Linked DNA regions of Gossypium hirsutum: region 1 is linked to region 2. The links are chromatin contacts, called in public Hi-C maps. All regions are on one chromosome and are shown on one strand. Each heading gives the region's core, a stretch centred on a gene start, on an enhancer-like site or on the middle of the called end of the contact. The rest is flanking DNA. Distances are from core to core; before and after follow the strand shown. Region 1 holds the start of LOC107922268 (microtubule-associated tumor suppressor 1 homolog). Region 2 holds the start of LOC107922496 (transcription factor TGA7).

Evidence for each region. A called contact is a pair of places that touch in the nucleus more often than the background predicts.
Region 1: a Hi-C map of leaf shows a contact between it and region 2, with 1.7 times the contacts expected there. The contact joins the promoter of LOC107922268 here to the promoter of LOC107922496 in region 2. A contact is called at or near these places in 2 of 34 Hi-C or Micro-C datasets (both in leaf).

What each region holds. Positions count from the first base shown.
Region 1 is chrD01:60,685,739-60,692,165 of Gossypium_hirsutum_v2.1, reverse strand. It overlaps LOC107922268 (microtubule-associated tumor suppressor 1 homolog), which reads left to right and starts at 3,760. Exons shown (of 5, transcript XM_016852208.2): 1 at 3,760-3,962; 2 at 4,273-4,554; 3 at 4,903-5,121. The coding sequence starts at 3,873. It overlaps LOC107921174 (a long non-coding RNA gene), which reads left to right. Exons shown (of 2, transcript XR_001690960.2): 2 at 1,873-2,308.
Region 2 is chrD01:60,308,558-60,315,948 of Gossypium_hirsutum_v2.1, reverse strand. LOC107922496 (transcription factor TGA7) reads left to right here and starts at 3,927. Exons shown (of 10, transcript XM_016852563.2): 1 at 3,927-4,172; 2 at 5,323-5,375; 3 at 5,468-5,634; 4 at 5,725-5,796; 5 at 6,112-6,171; 6 at 6,238-6,315; 7 at 6,483-6,546; 8 at 7,112-7,383. The coding sequence starts at 5,482.

The DNA of each region.
Region 1 (6,427 bases), core at 2,511-5,010, 380 kb before region 2:
AACATAGCCTGTAATCTTGATGCACATGCAGCCTACTATGCTTATCTTACCCACCCAAGGTGTTTTTTTTTTGTGTGTTCTAAAGTATGTTATTAAAGAATTTGCAGTAACAAGATTTCAACTTTATTTATGTGAGAATGTTGGCAGTTAGCAATAGACACTGTAATATCGTTTGATTTGATTCTTTTGGCGTGTTAACAGTGTGTTCCTACTATTTCAATTGTCTCCCTTATGTACTGATGAGGAACCCGCATTTTTTTATTGATTTTATGTTTGGCATACTTGCTTGTGGTTTTCTCCCAATGATGGAAAACTCATTGAAAGAGAGTAGTATTTCTGGTTTTCATTTAGTGGGTTTACTATCATCGTCCGTTGTCATCATTATCATCATCATCATCATCATAAGTCCCTGATTTGTTTCCTCTCTCTTTCTCCCTCTCTCTATCCATACACACACTTATATGTATGTCTATAATTTCTGTCTATAATCTATCTATCTTCTTATCGACAGGGCTGATGATTTGTAAATTCTCTTTATGAGAATCAGTTTGTTAATACTACAATGGCCAAGCATAGCTATGAGATCTGAGGGCTTTATTAATCATTTAGACTTCGTCATGCCATTATTGCTTTCTTTAGACATGATTTGCATCCTGATCATACTCGTTTTCCCCTTAATTTAATTCATAATCAAGTAATTACCAGTTTTCCTACATGAGAATTTTTAGGCTGCTGATTTTGTTCTTTAGTGACTATATGGTTTGTATGATTAGTAATATTGTTTCACATCGTGATGGTTTGTAGCTTCATTAATCTATGAATTTGGTCAATATCTCTGATATATCCTATTTGTAATGTATGAATCTTCCTCTTCTCAAATTGATGTTTTGGGAGCATTAAACATTTAGTTAATTTGACAAATTCTTGTGAACTTTTTCTTGTTTAACCTCTATGTGTTTGTTATCCGATAGTACTTAAAGTATCCCATATGCTAATCCTTAGTGAATCACTTAGGGTCATTTGAAGTTTGAACCTAGCTAGTCAATTGTATCAGGATACCACTTGTGAAGTATATGCTTAATGAATTCGAGAAGCTCTAGAATATGCTTGTTGATGGAAGTTGTTGATATGGTAGTTCTTTTGTTTTTTATGTTTCATTTAATTTGTGAAGACTTAGACTAATAGTTTTGAAAACCACAAGCTTAGCTGTCATTAAATTATGATACTGATGAAATCCTAGTCTATTATGTTTCCTTTGAATTTAAATCTTCCATTTAAGTTGTTTACTTTCTCAGTAGTCTTTACATATTTTTTTAGTTGTTTTAAGTCTGGTCTCACTTGCCCTGAGATTATTTGCTCATTTTTTTGCACTGCCTTATGATGTATGCTTTTGTGTGCTTAGAGTTTGCTATGGCATTGTTGTTGACCTCCATCCTTACTGCTAGTCATCATTGGTTTTGGCGCTTCTTCTTTGTCTTCTTCTTCTTCATCATCATCTTCTTCTTCTTCTTCTTCTTCTTCTTGCTGTTGTTGTTGCTGCCGCCATTCCCATTTCCATTCCCATTGCTAATTATCATCTGTGGCCTTATAGACTATTGGTGGCGGTAGTAGTAGTGGATGTAGAAAGGTCTTCAATAAAATTCCATAGCATCACCATTGATGAATTGGTAGAATCATTGAGTTTTGACCTCTGAGGGCATTGCAGGTTATTTCATCACATTGACTCTTTGAAAGTCTAGTGATTTGCTGAGTTAGTGACATGTCTCATTGCAACTTGCTAGGGTGGATATACTGCTTAGTTTTGTGCAAAGAGTTGGATATTTACCAATTTATCTTTACTTATTACTAAATCCTTATGTCCACTATTGTCAGCCTAATTGATGAATTCATGCTTATTTTGTTGGACCGCCCCAATCCTTTATGAAAGTGTGGCTTCTATAGGACTAAAGCCATTTTCTACCCAGGAGAAGGCTGAAGCACCCATTGGTTTTTTTTTGGCTAGAGAAGTGAGAACCAACCAAGAATTGAATTTTGGTCTTGTGTGCTATGCTTTGCTCATTTATATATTTGTTTTTGTTTAAAGCCTTTTGTGCTCACATGTACAATGTTTAATCCTTTCAAGTCTAAGAGAAATCTATAGTGTAATGTTATAATAGCACAGGGTACGTATATGAACGATATGAACCCTGCATTGTCATTACTACTTGTCGGGGGTTATCATCCTTAGAATTTTCAAACCTCCATGTGGCTTTAAGCTTGTAATTGGCAATGGCGCTGAAAGTTTTTAAATATCGCAGTTTGAGATAAACTAACTTGCATAGGTATTTGTTTGTTGCATGTAATGCAGGTTGAGTTCAAAGATACTCGGCTAGTAAAAATAAAGGGTAAAGTAGCTGGGTGGTCACTCAACTTCTGGGTAGGTTTTAATTTGGTCACCCAACTTCATTACCAATGTTTTAAAATTTTAGTCACCCGTTAAATACTTACCTTGAAGCTGACATGATCCTTTTTTTATTGGTCTAATAACAAATTAAGTCCTCCAATGTTTACACATTTTATCAATTTGGTCTTGAACTAAAAATTCAATAATTTTAGCCCTCGTTTTATCAATTTGATCCTAAAATCAATAATTCAATAATTTTAGCCCTTGTTTATAAAGTTTGTTAGTTCTAATTCCTAGAGTTTAAAAAATGAAAAAATATTTAAAAAGTATTTTGTAACTTTCAATCATGGCTAATGAAGCCGGGTATCACCAATCTCAACAACATCAACTAAAGATTGAAAGAAAACGAAAACATCAAGACTTGCAAGGCTATTTCTTCACAACGATTTTTTCATAATAAATGCTAGTCGGTCTAATACTGAAACCAAGTAGTGGAATAGCAGGAAGCCGAAACAAAGTGCTGAATATAGCCCAAAAAGCATTGAAGTGATTAAAAAATTACAGACACTCAAAATCCCTGTTTAATGGTAGTGTATGACTCATCAATAGCAATCTCCATTGTTGCACTTGACTCTTTGGGGATCTCCACAATAAAGTTTAAAACACCATCTCCCGAGTGCAATGGTATATCATGCCAAGGAGAAATCTAAACCACCACTAAATCTCAATTACCTTCCAAAAAAAATAAAATAAAAAGTTGGGACAAATACATTTTTCCCTCAAGTATCTTCGAAGAAGACTCTGTAGTCAAGGGTTTCGGGTTGACCTTCATGTTTGATTGAACCTGGGGATTATAAATGGCATTGCAAGAAAATAACCTTTTGGATAATCGTTTGCCGTTGTTGAAGCTAAGAGCGTAACAACCGCGTTTCAAAGCAAAGGGCTCTTTGAGAAGCAAGCAGGAAGAGGAGGTAATGGTGGAGCTGCCGACTACGAATACCATTCTAGCTGTTGCTGCTGCCAATGACTGATTTATTTTTTATCCAAAAATAAAATCTTTAGATATTTTAGAATTAAATTAACAAATTTTGTAAATGTTCGAGCTAATTTGTTTTATTTTTTTAGAATTAAAATTAAATGAAAAATTTTATAAATATTAAGGACTAATATGGTTAAATTTTTAAATTTAAGATTAAATTGATAAAATATGTAAATATTAGAGAGTTAAATTCAAGTATTTAATGAGTAAAATTTTAAAATTAAAAAACATAAAATCTTTTTAAAATCTAAATCTTTTAAAACAGTCCGACTAGACAAAATCGCGCGATCATGTTTGTCGCCTTGCGACTCTCTTTCTATAGTTACCGTCGAGGGTGGGCCCATCGACTTTAGTGTAGTTGCACATTCTTTTCTGTTGATTTTCGATTATCTCGTCATATATATGCGGACTAGCGATGATGAATGCTTCTCCTGCTGCTAAAACAAATCTATGGAAGAAATTTTTCAGACAATTTCGTGGGAGGAGCCTCATCCCTCTCAGAAGCTCCCCTGCGAAAGCTGCTCTGATGCTGATGAAGATGTAAGCATTTCTTTGTCAGAATCAATGGTTTTTCTCTTTCTCTTTAAGCGATTCTTTGTTCCTTGACTTGCTATAAACAGATGAAATTCTATTCTATTCCTCTCTTGTTTATCTTTTTTTTCCTTCGCATAAATTCTCAAATTATTACACGCCTTCTCTGGGTTTTTTTTTGGTTATAGATCTGCTAACTTAGTAATTTTCTATTTTTTCATACAACCAGACACATGATTTCCTAGATCTTTTCTTGAGGCTCTGGGTGATTTATAATAGAATACGTAAATTGAAGCTATATTTCAATTCGGTTGCGTAGGTGATCAAGTCTGAGGGTTTTTTTTCCCAGAATTGGAGATCAGCTTCTCCGTCGCTACAACCATGGGATGGATCTTTTCTGTACCCCGACTGGGCTCAGAGCCATAATCAGCCTGGAATAAGCAGTGGAGTTGTCCCAAACCAGATCAGTAATCATTCTCCAAGCCTAAAGGAACTTACTAATAATCATTCTATTTTGAAAAGGAACCTATCAAGCGTATCTGGATCAGAGCGAGCTCTAAGGAAAAAGAGAATCGATCAGGCATATCGGGAAAGATGTAAGGTGAGTCTATCTTCTCATCTTATCTCATTTCTCTTGCAATAATTTGGGTCCAACCTAAAGGAAAAGGGATCAATTTTCATGCAATTTATTCTGCCTTTTTTGTTTTTGATTGTGAAATAAAATATGAATTAGGCGAAATATGAACTTACTAATAATTTAATTGCTTCCCATTTGAAAGAAGTTCATCTTTCATTTTTTGATTTAAAATTTCAAATAGGCAGGTTGAAATAGCAGCATGCGAAATTCAAAATGTTGGTTTAAAAGCAAAAGATCATTAACTGAATTGAATGAAATGATGAATATTCTAGTTTGAGTCACGAATACATTTTGTCTTTCCTTTCTACGCAGAATCACAAAATGGAAATGCAATCAAATGTGGAGAACCTTAAAGACGAAAATGATTCTTTAAAGAAAGAGAATACGTCCTTACTAAAGGATTATTCTTTAATGAATCAAACTTTGAGAGATCAAGAAAAAGAGATTGAACAGTTGAGGAATGATCTTCTTCAGCTTAAGCGCGAGCATGAGAAGCAAAATGTTCTTGTGCTAACACTTTCAGGGCTTTTAGTAAGTCTCTTCTTCTCTATACTCAGTATACATGTCCAATTATTTTTCATTCCACATGAAGAAATTAATGGTTATACTCCTTATCTGTTTTAATAGTGAGAACTAATATTGGCTTTTGTAGTACTTATCTTCGGGTACTAGCCATGTAGCGATGACATTTTTTTTTTTGCAAGTTTGGATCACGGGGATGTTCTCGGTGTTATGCTCAAAACAATTTAAGAACAAATTAGTTATAAAGTGGAAGTTAATTAAATTAAAAACATCTACTTAGATTGTTAGGTTAAGATCAACTTGTGGTATGTGTAACTTAAAAACAAATTTGAAATCAATCAATCAAATTGGTTTGTCTTTCTTTGAAGATGTCTTTGTCTCCAGAATGGTGTCTCGAAGATCACAAGCAAATCGTAGTGCTTCGCCTCTAATGTTGATTTATGCAGACGATTGTTGAAACCCTTGTAAAGGCGACTATTCATTTCTACTAGTTTGAAAATTTATTAATCTAAATCAAAAGGTAACTATCTGTTTGCTTCTGGCCAAATAAGAGCTTTCAACCAAGAGTTTCGGCTTAAGAAGACTAAAAGCTAATTTGGAGAAACTCAATGAGACTTGGCATAATGGTTTAGGGTTTCTTAGGGATTAAAATTGCACAAGAAAAACCTCGAGGAAACGGTGTTTTTCTTAAAAAGAGAAAAAACAACCTTGAAATACAGTTCTTTGTATTTTAGAGATCGAAAGAAATGCTTGGGATTTGCTTGAATATTGAAACGCTGGGCCAACCACTAATTATAGTGGAAGATTGGGTGGAATCACAACTAGCTTGGAACTCCTACTTGAAGAACTCTTATTCTTCTAGTCCTAGTTGTTCAATTTAACTTAGTTCCTTAAATGAATCTTTCCCAATAAGGCTACTGACAAGCCTAGGTGCTAGGGGGGATAAAGAATTATGGGATTGACCTTATCAGTCCAATTGGCTTTAGGGCATAAGAACTTTTAGGAAAACCCTTACCATTCAAATTACAAAGATGAGATTAATGCAGGAGACATCTTTTAATTGGGTTACAACTAGATTCCTCCCTTTTTGATTCTATATGGTCGCTAATTAGGAGACCTCTTTTAAACTATTTTATGTTACAGAATATTTGTGTATAAAATTAGATGGCAAACTTATAACGATTATGTAGATTACATAGCAGATTTTTAGGGGTTGGATTTGATTTATTTATTTTATTTGATTTTCTTTTATTTTACTATTAATCCTAGATATATATGTAATCCTTGATAGAATGAAATACAAGTTTAGAGAACA
Region 2 (7,391 bases), core at 2,678-5,177:
AACCAAATCACAATTATTGGTTTCAAATATTTTGATTTTTATTCTATAAGATTTTGATTTCAATTTCAAAAGTTAAAAATAAAGTTTATTTTTTTGTCTGAGGTGAAACTAAAGTAAAACATTTGGAGGGCCCACATATTAATTGAAATCACTATTTTTTTTGTTATCCGATTGATTCTCAACACCAAATATTCGCCTATAATTAGTTTTGAATTTAGAAAGATTTTTTAAAAAAGGGAATCTATTGGAAGGGTTTGAATCTTAAGTTTTTTTATTGATGTAATTATAGATATATTTATTCGTTTTACGGTTTGAAATTAATCTTATTCAGGTTGAGAGCGGAATTTGAGTAAAATCTTTTCAATAATGATGACTCTAAGATTTGAACTATTCGAATGCTTGGAGAAGAAATCTATATTTTTTTTTATAAAAACTAAAAAATTTATAATTAGGTTTGGCTCTAAATTAGGATAAACTATGTTCAAATTTATACTATCCACCGTACATGTAGTTCAATCCTTACCAAAGTGCCTCAGACAAAATAAAAATAAAATAAGTATATTTATATGTATATATTTTTCGTAGTTTTTGTTTTGCCCGCTCTATTTTCTTTAAAAGTAGAGATAATTTTATTTTTACTTTTAATTTTTAGTTATGTTTTGACTTATATGTGAAATTTTCCAAAATAAAGGCGCGCACCAAATCTATTAAGAATTGTTCTCAAAGAGCTTTATCACGATATATCATAATGATGATGATAAATTTAAGATGATGAGGAGAATGATAAGCTATCTAAGACTTAACTTTTTTTGCATCATTGATACAGTGGGGTCTCTTGAGGCTTTTGGCAATCTTTTGTTGGTTGATTGATGTTCATCATCAGGTTAATTTGATGATGCTAGGATATAAATTTCAGCGATTCGATCAAGTTAATGCATCTCTGAGTTGTTTATGAATTATTCCAATGTTACAGTTACTGTCAATTTGTCATTTTCTTTAGATTACTTTATAGACATAACAATTGTGCATTAATTTATAGTGAATTATTTATTGTTTATACTATACACCGAATCGTATATTATTGTTATTCATTATGCCTATTAATAATAATATTTTCTTAAATAAAAATAAAAAAACCCCATTATTTGTCCATTTGCATGGCTTAAAAAAGCTATCTTTTTTTTCAGGTCGTTAACTAAGGATTCAGTCATCAAATTGCTTTACAGGAGCCCAAAACTTTAAAATCATCTTTTATATATGTTTGGCAAGCCAGAATTTGTATAAAAGAATGCCACTTGGATTCCATCCCATGAGTAATGGGATTATGGGAGGTAGGGAAGGGAGCTAAATTCAAAGAATAAAATTTAAAAGTTAAAAGCAAAGCAAAGAAAGAAATTAAAATTTCCCACCTGAAAGCATTAAAGAAAAAGTGACCTAATTTCTATGGTGGATGTCTTTTCCTCTTTAGACTTTACACACTGATTCTCTCCCTCTCCCTTATCTTAATTAATTAGCTTAACCCAAACTAGATATGATATGAGCAACTCATTTTGGACTCAAAAGGGGCTTTCATTTGTTGCTACCTATAATATCTAATTAACTATAATAATGTTGAGATTCCTATAAAGAAAATTTAGTGCTCCTCTTATATATAGTGGCAATCATGTAGGGAAAAAAAGCAGGCATTAACATATATAGGCCATTTCCCCATTGTTTTCCTTTTTTTTTCTAGAAAAATCATTTATCCACCAATAAATAATAAAGATAAAATCAATTGAGTCTTACTTCGATTGCCGTGGGTATTGTTACTAATCTAGTAGGACATGAATTCGAGCGCGCTGAAACGTATTATCCTCCCATTTATGAGTTGAGGAAGGGTTATGAATAATTCTAGGCATTGTGTCAAAAAGAACACATGCTTTTGAAAATTTAATATTCAAGATATTGTGAAGCTGTGTTTTCAAAAAAAAAAAAATTTTTGAACAATCTCATTATAGGTTCTGATCATATCTATTTTTTTTTGACATAGTGCTTAAAGCTATTCATAGTCTCTCCCCAACCCATAAATAGGAAGATAATGCGCTTCAATGCACTCGAACCCACGTCCTCTTGCATTGATAATAATATTCATATCAATCAAATTAAAACTCGTTCAAGAAAAAAAATAAGTAACCATCATAATAATACATTTTCGGCAGGGAAAATGGTTTGCTACGTAAATGCAACGTAATAATGTGGGTATATGTGTGTTGAAAGTGAGAGCGAAAAGGAGTGATAGAGATAGGCAGATTATACATGCAAATTGGTGGTATTATTTAAGGGTTAATGTGGTTCATGGGGTAGCCCCTACCCCCCCCCTCCCAAGGAAAAGAAATGACCTGTTCCTTTTATTTATTTATTTATTACAAAAACATAATTAAAATAAATTTGAAAATCTAAATATTTATTTAAAATAAAATTCGAATATAAAATCTAAATATTTTCAAAACGTCGGCGTTTTAATAAGAGTGTTAATTGTTACTAATTCTTCATTTTTCCTCCCTAATTGTACAAACTCTTCACAAATGTGTGAAGCACAAATTTATATATAGAGTGATTTTTAAATACTAAAAATCTAGATTACTTAGTGTTATGGTTTTGGAGAGAGAGAATTCGTCAAGTTTAGCCTACTAAAGTATTAACCACAAGTATAACATCACTTAATAATTTATTCTCCACTAAGGGTCAATTATTATACCCATTCTCATACATTCTCCTCAAGTTGCCCCCATCACATACTAATCAACCATCCATACCTTTATAACCAACTTGTATTTTTCTGGTGTGACCTACATTAAAATTAGAGGTGATTATAGGTTAAGCCTGTACTCAGTAGAATTTTAAGTTCGTTTTTTAAGTTTTTGACTTAATTCGATCTAATAATTTGGCTTAAAATTTTATTTAAATCCGGTTAGATAAAAATGCTAAAATCTCAGCCTGACCTGGTTCACCCGTATTAATTTTTTTTATATAAGAACAAATTTAAAAAATATAATACATCAGATACACTAAAAATATTAAAATAAATATTTCCCAACAAATTGAAAATAAATTTAAAAAATTATTTATACTTAAATAACATCAAGATAGGTGTACCTTAACAAACAAATACAACTAAAATAGTAGTAAAATTAACAATAAAACAAGAGTTACATAATATCCAAATAATAACAACAAAATAGTAACAATATAATAGCAAAACGGCATCAAAATAGCACTAAAATGCAACCGTTTTTTTTTGGTCGAGCTCGGGGCTAAAAAGAGCTTACTCAAGGCGGGCCTACTTTTTTTTCCTAAATTTATTTTTTAAATTTATATTTTTACCCAAATCCACTCACTTTTTAGATGGATCATCTCTATAAAAGCCCTCTTTATGATTAAGAGAGGCTTATAAATATGACAAAACCCAATCAAATCTCTTCAAAAAAAAAAAACTCTTCAAGCTCATGAGATTCTTTAAAATCATTAACTTTATTTCTCTTAAAAATTTTGTTATATATAAATATTTTGAAGCATATAGTAAAATTTGTGTCGTGTTACTTGTTTGTAATACTAAGAGAAAATATTGTTAAAAAGAAATACCTTTGGTTTCTAGAAATGTATTATTATTAGAAATAAAAAGAATAGGGAAAAGATGAGTGGCTGTCTGCTAGCTTTACAAACTTCCCAACCAATCATATTCCACCACGTGGGTCCCCAACGGACGACCACCAGCAAATCCTTTAAAGGGCCAAATGTTCGTTATAATTTGGACCGGGAAATGACGTCAGTTATGATGACACTAATTGAGGCCTGGGGGAATAAGTGGCGTAGGTTAAGGGAGAGTAGGGTGCGTAGGATAAAAAAAAAAAAGTTATGCGCATATCGTCTTTTTCCTTATTTATATTTTTTGCTGCTGTACAAACACTCAGACGTTAACGTTTGACTAGAGATTTTTAGAAATAAATATATTTACAAATTCTTTCTGTTTATGAACTATTTTTAATTTTTGGGTTGTTTTCTTTTATTTGCTTTCATGGAGTGGTTGAAAATGCTGTTTTTACAGCAACAACAGAGTGTTTGAGTGTTCAATTTCTTTCTTTCCTTTTTTAATTGAAGGACTTTGATTATCTGAAGTTTTGTTGATCCATAAGGTTAGTAAAGTTTCTCAGCTCTCAAGTTTTTATGTAAATTTTGAAAGGCTCAATTTTCTATTTATTAAGATTAGTTAAGTTTCTAAATTTCAACTTTTGTTGTTTTCTATTCTGGGTTGACGAGAAATTTGAAACTTTTGAGAGATTCAATTTTCATTTTTCCTTCTTTGATCACATCAGTATAGTAAATTTGTGCTTTACTGGGTTGGTGTAATCTATGATGGCCATGCAGGAAGTTTGGTATACTTTGTGGATGCTTGTAATTTGTAACATGTAACTTTGGCGCCAATTAAGAGCATTAGCCGAGTCTAGTTACTTACTAAGAGCAAGAACTGAATGTAAAAGTAGAGCTGGTTGTCTTGTATTTTGGTACATCATTTTGGAGTGAACTGTGAACTAATGTTTATCATGAGGGTAAAAGTACCACCTATACTAGGAGATAGATTGCATCTTGTCCCCTCTACTCAAAAAATTGAGTAAATTAGTCCCTGTAAGTTAGATAAAAGAGCAAATTGGTCCTTATGTTAAAAATTTCATCTATTTCTATTACATGTGGCACGCTATGTGTCACTGTTTAGTTATTCTGTCAATCACACTAGCTTTTAACAGTACAAATGGATGATTTTTTTACAGAATGATCAGTTTGCTCTTTGATCTATAGGGAGTAATTTGCTCATTTTTTTAGTAAAGGGGGCAAAATGCAATCTAACTCTTAGTACAGGGGCCTCCCTGGTACTTTTACCCAATTTTTCTCATCTAGATTTTCATGTGAAGGGAAATTGAATTTCATTAGGCTTGAAAATGTTGAATAGTATTTTCTTTGTTTTGAGTTTAAGAAAGATAAGAGGGGACATCTTGTTTATAACTTTGCTATGTTTCCCCATGCCTGTTTGCTAGTTATAGATATTCATTTAGAAGTGTTAGTAATTTCTTTTTCTAGTCATTTTTATTGCCTTTGGAGAAAACTAGAAACCTTCATCCAACATCCTTAATAGTAATGCACGCTAGAAAGAGAGGGAAACTCTTAACATAACTCAATTGGTCCAAACAAGAAAAATTATTAGATCCCTCCTACATATAGCTTAGATGTTCTGTAGTTCTTGGGACTTTTGCTAGTATTGAGATGATCTTTGTTGTGTTCTCGTTTCAGCATTTGTATCACTACATTGTTTTCCACCCATGGAGATTGATCCATGGATAGAGGTAAGGAAACAATGTAAGCATTGTTGAAATCTAAGATTCTGTCCTCGGCATAAGATTTGTAAGCTATTTGTTGGTTTTTGGTTCTGTTCCAGTTGCTTGATAGAGTATGAGCTCTCCATCAACTGAACTTACCAGAAGGATGGCGATATATGAGCAATTCCACCATATAAGCAGGTGGGCAGACACCTTCAATGGTGACAATAGTCCAAATATTGGATCATCCACAATTGTTCCAGCAGATGTCAGGCTAAAGAACAAGGTGAAATTGCATCGTAGTTTTATTTCTTGGTTGGTTAAGCATTTTATTCAGTTTCAGGCTATAACTAATTTATGCTGATTTAAATCCTAGGCTGAATGTATACCTTGTGAGCAAGTGGAACCATCCATTAGTGATCAAGAAACCAACAAACCCTCCGATAAGGTAATGAATTTGCCGCATTTGCTCTTTCTCTGCAAGACACATATCTTCCCTCGATAACATTTAAGAAATAATAGCTTTTTTTTTTCTGTCATATGTGCTAATGCCTACTTGTGAGCATTTGTGCTTAAGGCATGCTTCAAAGTCCAGACATAACCCTGAACCCTTTTTAAAGGAAAGTATTATAAAATCCAATCTGTGCGGTTCCTGTTCTGCGGCTGTGTAGCTGTTTTACATTTTAAATATATTAGAACTCCCGCATCTCCTACCTGTTTCAACTCTATTTATCTTTTATTTAAAGAAGCATAATATGTGCAGATACAGAGACGTTTGGCTCAAAATCGTGAAGCTGCTCGTAAAAGCCGAATGCGGAAAAAGGTAGATGAACAGTTATTTCATTGATTGAACATCTACAAGTACTTGTAAACTGATTTTCTCTTATAGGCCTATGTTCAACAACTAGAATCAAGTCGTTTGAAACTAGCTCAATTGGAGCAAGAGCTTGAAAGAGCTAGGCAGCAGGTGAAGTGAACTCTCTCTCTCTCTCCCCCCCCCCCCAAAATATGTTTTCTCTGTTTATCAACAAGGCATTTCTTTTTCCTTTTCTTTTTATTTTCAAGAAAAATATCTCTTTTAATCATGTTTATAAATGTGGCATATGTAACAGATTAGCTAATGCCTTAACGCAGGGTATACAGATAGCCGGTGCATCAGAGGCTGGTTATTTTGGACTGTCTGGAACTGTAAACTCAGGTTTGTGATCTAATCTACTTCAATTATCATTGTTTTTGCTTTATAGATTGACTCGCAGAATATTAACCTTCCCGACATCTTAGTTCACTGTCATATATTTGTTTTATATGAGCAAGTTTTATCATCTTATTAGCACTTTTTTGAGATATTTCCTTAATTAAAGTGGTTATTATAGTTCAATGGCTTTCTTCACTTAAGTCATGAATGAAAGTTATTATGCTCGCATGTTTACTAGCATAAATTTTGTATAATTTTCATTCTTTTGTAATTTTGACATTCACAATAATGATATTGCATAATTGGAATCGGTAAGCTAGTTGTTATTTCAAACAATAGAAAATTATGTCCGAAGGTCTCACAAATCACAATGCGAAGCACATAAGTGATGGAAGATTTAATTTATATAGCTTTCAAAGAAAGTAGACTTGTTTTACCTTATGCTTCATTAACTAGCAACCAATGAGCAAAGGTTTCCCTCCCTTTGAATTTCACATTTTTCTCGTGTAAATGTAAAGTGCATATGTCTTGCTTTCTTGTTTAGAATCTTTTCATTTGAATTTGGCAGGGATTACTTCATTTGAGATGGAATACAGACACTGGGTTGAAGAGCAAAATAGACTGATTTGTGAACTTAGAACTGCAGTCCAGGCACACATTACTGATATAGAGCTCCATATACTCGTAGAAAGTGGCTTGAACCACTATTACAATCTGTTCCGCATGAAAGCTGATGCTGCTAAGGCAGATGTCTTCTATTTGATCTCGGGTATATGGAGAACTTCAGCCGAGCGTTTTTTCCACTGGATCGGAGGATTCCGCCCGTCGGCGCTTTTAAATGTAATGCT